Linked DNA regions of Sus scrofa: region 1 is linked to region 2. A link is a contact called in public Hi-C data. All regions are on one chromosome and are shown on one strand. Each heading gives the region's core, a stretch centred on a gene start, on an enhancer-like site or on the middle of the called end of the contact. The rest is flanking DNA. Distances are from core to core; before and after follow the strand shown.

Region 1 (2,700 bases), core at 31-2,530, 130 kb after region 2:
ACCAACCTCACACTCGAGTCACACACCTGGATTCACATGTCCACTCTGCCCTGTCTTTCCCTTCCCTTCCCAGCTGTGTGACTCTGGGCCAGTGTTGTGCCCCCTCTGGGCTCTGCTATGTACTCTGGGCTGTTCTGAGGATGTGGTGAAATGTCTAATCTCCTTCCTAGACCTAAACTCCCCACCCTCTGCACCAGTGATTCTCTGTAAAGAAAGAGAAAAGGAAAAGTCCTGGGGAATTTCATCATCTTACAAAAAAGGAAACGAAGGCATGGAAGCAGGAAAGGTGTGGCCTGAAATCACAAGCCCAGCCCCACTGGTGCCAGAAGGGCCTCATTCCAGAGGGTGCAAGATCCCTCTCCTGCCTGTGCTCACACCAAGCTTAAGGGGTGATTCTCCTGCCAGTACCCTGTCTGGATTGTTCCGAGGTAGGGAATATCATTGTGGGCCCAGTAGGTCCCCTTTAAGAACCCTGCTTGAGTCTGGGCAGGTTGGCGCCCCCAGTGGTGACCATGGGTGATGCACCTGCCCTCTGAGCTCAGCCTCCCAACAGCCCGGTGTCACAGTGTCCCTGCACAGATTCCCGAGTGTTACTTTACTCCAGGAAGGAGCAGATATGGTGGAAGGGGCATGGGCTTTGACATCAAACAGAGTGGGCCCAAATCCTCACTCCTCCTTGAACTCACAGTATGATTTCAGGCCTGGCCCTCTTTGTCTGAGCCTCAGTTTCCCCTGTCAAATGGGTCCAAGAAAGCCAACCTCATAGGATGTTCTGAGGACTTGATGGGTGGGACATGTAGTCCAGCCTGGCACGTGGCAGGTGATCAGCTATTGGTGACGGGGCTGTTGTCCTCAGTGTCTCGGTGACAGGGTGGGGCGTGCTGGGGCGAGTCCCTGGCTTAGGCAGGCTTAGCAGGCAGCTCACGGCCCCAGGACCCTCACAGCCCCACCCCCTCCCAGTCCACCCTCCCCGAACACCAGAGCCCAGTGGAGCTGAGGTTAGTCTGTGGGAATGAGGGATGCGTGTCCTCTCATTAGCATCAAGCAGAGCAATCTCAGAAGCCTGTGCGGGGTCTGAGGAGAGGAAATTGAAGAAGACTTGTTACAGATTGAACTCAGCCCAGCAGCTCTCCCAAACGCCAATTACGCCTCTGTTCACAGTCGCAGAATAGAAACCAGACGATGGGCTTCTCCTCCCCTGCCCTTCTCTCCTTCTCCTCCTCCTCCTCCTCCAGGCTCTGCGGGGCTCTCTCCCAGCTCTGCCTTTGACCCAGTTTCTCCCGCCCATGAGGGATCAGCTGTCAGTGGCTCCACCCCCAGGAATACAGTCAGGCCCCTGTGCCTGAGCCCTCTAAGTGCCAGGCACACAGCTCCTCCTAAAACCTGCTCACAACCTGACTTCTCTCCCTGCATCTGGTTCTACATCCCCAGGAATCAGGGCACCCTTTACTCCCTGGGCCTCCCCAGGGGTCCAGTGCAGGCAGAGGCCCACCCAGCAGCTGCTCTCTTGAAGCACGGCACACAGGGCTCAGGTTTACCAGTCAGCGAACCTGGTCCCCTAGTGCCACTCACTAGCCTCCTGACCTTGATTAAGTTGCCAGTTTACCTCCCCTCATCTGTAGAATGGGCATCGTGATGCACACCCAGCCAGTGGGTCTCAGAGCTGCTGAAAAGCCAGGGATCACCTCCACTCCCCCGCCTGCCCCACACATACATGTGCATACCCACACACAGAAGCCTGCTTTGGGGCTAGAAGTGCAGTGGCTGGGAGGGTGAGCAGGCTGTCCAGGTGCCCCCCAGCCATCCAGAGCTCCCTGAGTCCTCCACGCCTGCTCCCGAGCTTCTGGTCTGACACAGCTCAGTACTGATATCTATCTGCTCAGCAGCTGCCCGGAGACAGTTGGTTCTCAGACATCCTGCATCCTAATCAGAAGAGAAAGGTCTGCATGCTCTGAGGATGATGCATGTGCTGGCTCTGCCTACCTCTGGCCAGTGGGACTATGGCTCCCATAGGGGTTGCCTCACAGCCTCGAACCCTCCGCCCCACCTCACTTCTATAGCACAGCCTTCCCTATCCATGCGACCTGGGTCTGGCCACTGCTGTCACTCACCAGCCCCCCAAGCACACAGCAGTCCATCTTCCCTCCAGGCCTCTGGCTCAGCTGCCTTTCTGCTTTCTCAGCCTCAGGTGCTGGGAAAACTAGTGCCCTCTCTACACCACCTCCTACTCAGGGACACAGCACGTTGGGACTCCACGTGAAAGCTGTGCAAATCAGCTACTTCCTGCCCAGCAGCCTCCCCACACCCCAGGTCCCTTTGGAGTGTCTGCACTTCCCATTTCTGAGCCCCAGGGCTTCCTCGGCACCCAGCTACGTCACTCACCCACGTCACTCACCCTGCTCTTTGTCCCTCAAGCTGTAGACCCTGTAGGGTCTACAGCAGGTCTCCCACCAGGCTGAGCTCCTCAGGGGCAGAGGATGTGCCACATTCATCTGTAAGTCAGCAGAGCCCAGGCCAGGGTGGGGCCCAAATACATTGGGGGGAAGTGGGGGAGGGGTGGCCTCAAGGAAGATAGCTAAGGGAATAAATGAACGGGTGCAAGGATGGACATACAGCTGGACAGCTAGGTGGATGGGTGGTAGGTGGATATACATGATGGATAAATAAATGATGAGTGAATGGATAAGTAGATGGTTGGAT
Region 2 (2,700 bases), core at 146-2,645:
CTTCGCTGCGATCCCTTCGGCGGCCGGGGGCCAAGGCCCAGGCGCCCCGCTAGTGTCGGGCTGCGCGGAGCCGGCTTAGTCTGCGCATGGGGGCCGGGGCTCTTGGGGTGTACGGGGCGTGAGTGCAGTTGTGCGCGCGCGGACCTGGTGCCCGCCTCCTGCCGGCGCGCCTACAGCCGTGGTTCCGTACACCCGGGGGCCGGGCAGGACCGGGATTCGGGAAGGAAGGAAGGGAGGGAGGGAAGGACGGGAGTAGGATCACCTCGGTCTCCCTCGTCTCCTTTGGGAAGACGCGAAGTTGAATGCCTGTGTGTAGGAGAACCGCCAGGGAAGGCGCCGGATTTCAGGGCGGCAAGGGATGATGGTGTTAAGTTGTGCATCTGAATTTCTAGGGAAAACACACACTTTTGTAAATGGGAGTGGGGGCGCGGTTAAGTTGTTTGTGTGCGAATTGCCGGGCGAGACGCGGCGCTCCGTACTATAGGGGAACGCCAAGGGGTGTGTGTAGGGGCTTCATGTAGGTCTCAGAAGCCCAAGGGGCACCAAGGCCGAAGCCTGGCTGGGGCTGCCCCGGCCAGGAGGGGAGCCCAGGGAGAAGATGTGCGTGTGTGTGTGTGTGCGTGCGCGCGCGTTGCAAATACGAAAGTAATTTCCCCGTGTTCTTTCTTCCTCTCCGTCTCCGCCGGCGGCGGCCCCGGGGGAGTGGGAGGCCGGCCGGGGCGGAGGTTGGGGGGCCGTGCCGGGGCTGGAGCTGGGGTGGTGGGCGGGCTCTGGAAGCTTGTTTCGCATTCCTGTCGTCTGGGCTGGGGAGAAAACAGTGGGGAGCGTGGCCTCGGCGTCTGGGGTGCGGGCAGCGGGTGCGCGTCGCCCCCTCGCTAGGGACATCTGTCCAGGAAGCCAGCCGGGCGAGGAGAGGGCGCGGTGCGGAGGGCAGGCTCCCCGCCCCGGAGCAGCAGGGGCGCGGGCGAGGGGCGGCCGCCTTCCCGGCCATTGTGCGCCAGCAGATTTTCACGGGAGACTGCCTCGGAGCCGCCGGAGAAGGCTGGGAGCCGGCCTCAGCCCCGGGTTTAAAAGACACTCCAGGAATGTAAACAACCCGAGCGGGAGGGTGGCGGGCGGGTGCGCGCTTGGGCAGCCGGCCCGGGCCCCCCACCCCTCCCCGGGGGACAGCCCCGTGGCAGGGCCGCCCAGCCCTAGCCCTCTACCTGCCGCAAACTTTTTCCTCCCTTGCCTTCTCTTCCCACCTCGCTCCTCTAGTGGGGCACAGAGCGAGGGCCTCTCCCTGGGCGGGGGCCGAGGGCGCCTGGCAGCCGGCGCCTGAGCCTGGAGGCCTGGCGGTCCGGCCCCGGCTTGGTGTCCGGAGTCCCGACTGCGCCTGCCTGGGAGCCACAAGCTTCCTGGGCAGGCAGCGCCGGAGTACCTGGGTCTCCAAGAGGCTGCCCGCCTGCCTCCCTCCCGCCTCCCTCCCGCTGCTCCTTCCCCCCGCTCTTCCCCGTCTCCTCCCCCCTGACTGATTTTCCAATGCCCTGACATGAGGGAGGAAGATTTAACTTGGCAGCCCAAACAAATGTTCTCTCAGAGGTCCTCCAAGAAGCTGGCGGCTGGGCTGGCAGAGTGAGGGCACTGCTCGGCCAGCCTTTTCTTCCTCTCAGCTCTGCCATGGCCATTTGTGAGCCCCCTGGGTGGACAGCCCAGGGCATGGGAGAGCAGGGCCCAACCTCACAGATTTAAGAGGGCAGGGGGAAGCTGCCTCTGAAAGCCCCTGGCTTGGCGCTTGGCAGGAGCTGCCTGGAGCTGCTTCCTGGTGCCAAGGGTTTTCTGGAGGATTTTCTTGAGCAACAGTTTGTCTCCCTGGTGCAACTCGGGCAACAGAGCCTGGTAGACCAGAGGGATAACCGGTGCTGTCTCCTCCTCTCTTGTGGGTATGAGGACAGGCTGGTTACACAGGGCAGGGCAGGAGGCCAGAGGCTGTTCCCAGAGGTACCTGGGTTTGCTTATTATTGTTTCTTGAAGGTAGAGATAAAGAGGCAGGCACTGTAGCTGGAGAATGGGCAGCTTGGTGGGTGTTGGTGGGTGATGAATTCTGACTGGTCTTCGCTGGCATTTGTGTTATGGTCCTGGGAGTTTGAAAGTTGCTTTTAGGCTCTCCGGGAAGTTTAAAAGGGGAGCAAGCCCTTAATTTTCTCTCTCCTTGCTGCTTTTCGAGGGGATCCAGAGTAGGGGGGAATTCCTGGCTTCCCACTTGCCTGCTGCCTGGCCCTCGTGCTGCGGTTGGTGAATGCCCCAAGCCTTGTGCTGACCTCTGTCTTCAGGTTGAAGATGTTGAAGCACCAGCATCAAACAAAAGACACATTGAAAGCCGAATCTGCCACAGAGCACGTGTGACTTTGAGGCCAAGGGAATGCGTTTGGAGGGAGATGGTGTTTTCTTCTGAGTTTTATGTTTTCGGTTGGATTTTGTTTTTCCCAAAAGGCCAGAAGCATCTCCTTGTCCCAAGTCATGAGGTTATGCAATGCTGTTTTCACACATAAATCTCAAAACTTTAGACTTCTGAGTTGGTGGCAGTGACGGGGTGGGGGAAGGAGTGGTAGGGAGTTTTCAAGAGTTTTAAATGGTTTTTGGATTGGTGTTTTGAGGCATTCAGGGTATGGCTCACGAAGAAGAGTTGTGAATAAGAAATTGCTGCACTTATGGGGAAGC

Evidence for each region. Hi-C and Micro-C count contacts between places; a contact is called where the count stands out from the background.
Region 1: a Hi-C map of alveolar macrophages shows a contact between it and region 2, with 3 times the contacts expected there. The contact joins the enhancer-like site here to the promoter of ZMIZ1 in region 2. A contact is called at or near these places in 4 of 5 promoter capture datasets (fetal liver, fetal skeletal muscle and liver), 20 of 47 Hi-C or Micro-C datasets (adipocytes, alveolar macrophages, brain and 11 more) and 2 of 2 datasets of contacts at active chromatin or transcription factors (alveolar macrophages and skeletal muscle).

Annotation. Positions count from the first base shown.
Region 1 is chr14:81,536,676-81,539,375 of Sscrofa11.1, forward strand. The region is part of intron 5 of ZMIZ1 (zinc finger MIZ domain-containing protein 1); the gene reads left to right. Among named protein-coding and RNA genes, the nearest start is that of TRNAK-UUU, 63 kb to the right of the region's middle. Within about 2 kb of position 1,281, at least 16 of the 83 cell types and tissues checked have an H3K27ac peak or open chromatin away from gene starts, as enhancers often do. A contact at or near this core is called in alveolar macrophages, brain, retroperitoneal adipose tissue and 1 more, where this site is marked.
Region 2 is chr14:81,407,672-81,410,371 of Sscrofa11.1, forward strand. ZMIZ1 (zinc finger MIZ domain-containing protein 1) reads left to right here and starts at 1,396. Exons shown (of 26, transcript XM_013983374.2): 1 at 1,396-2,700.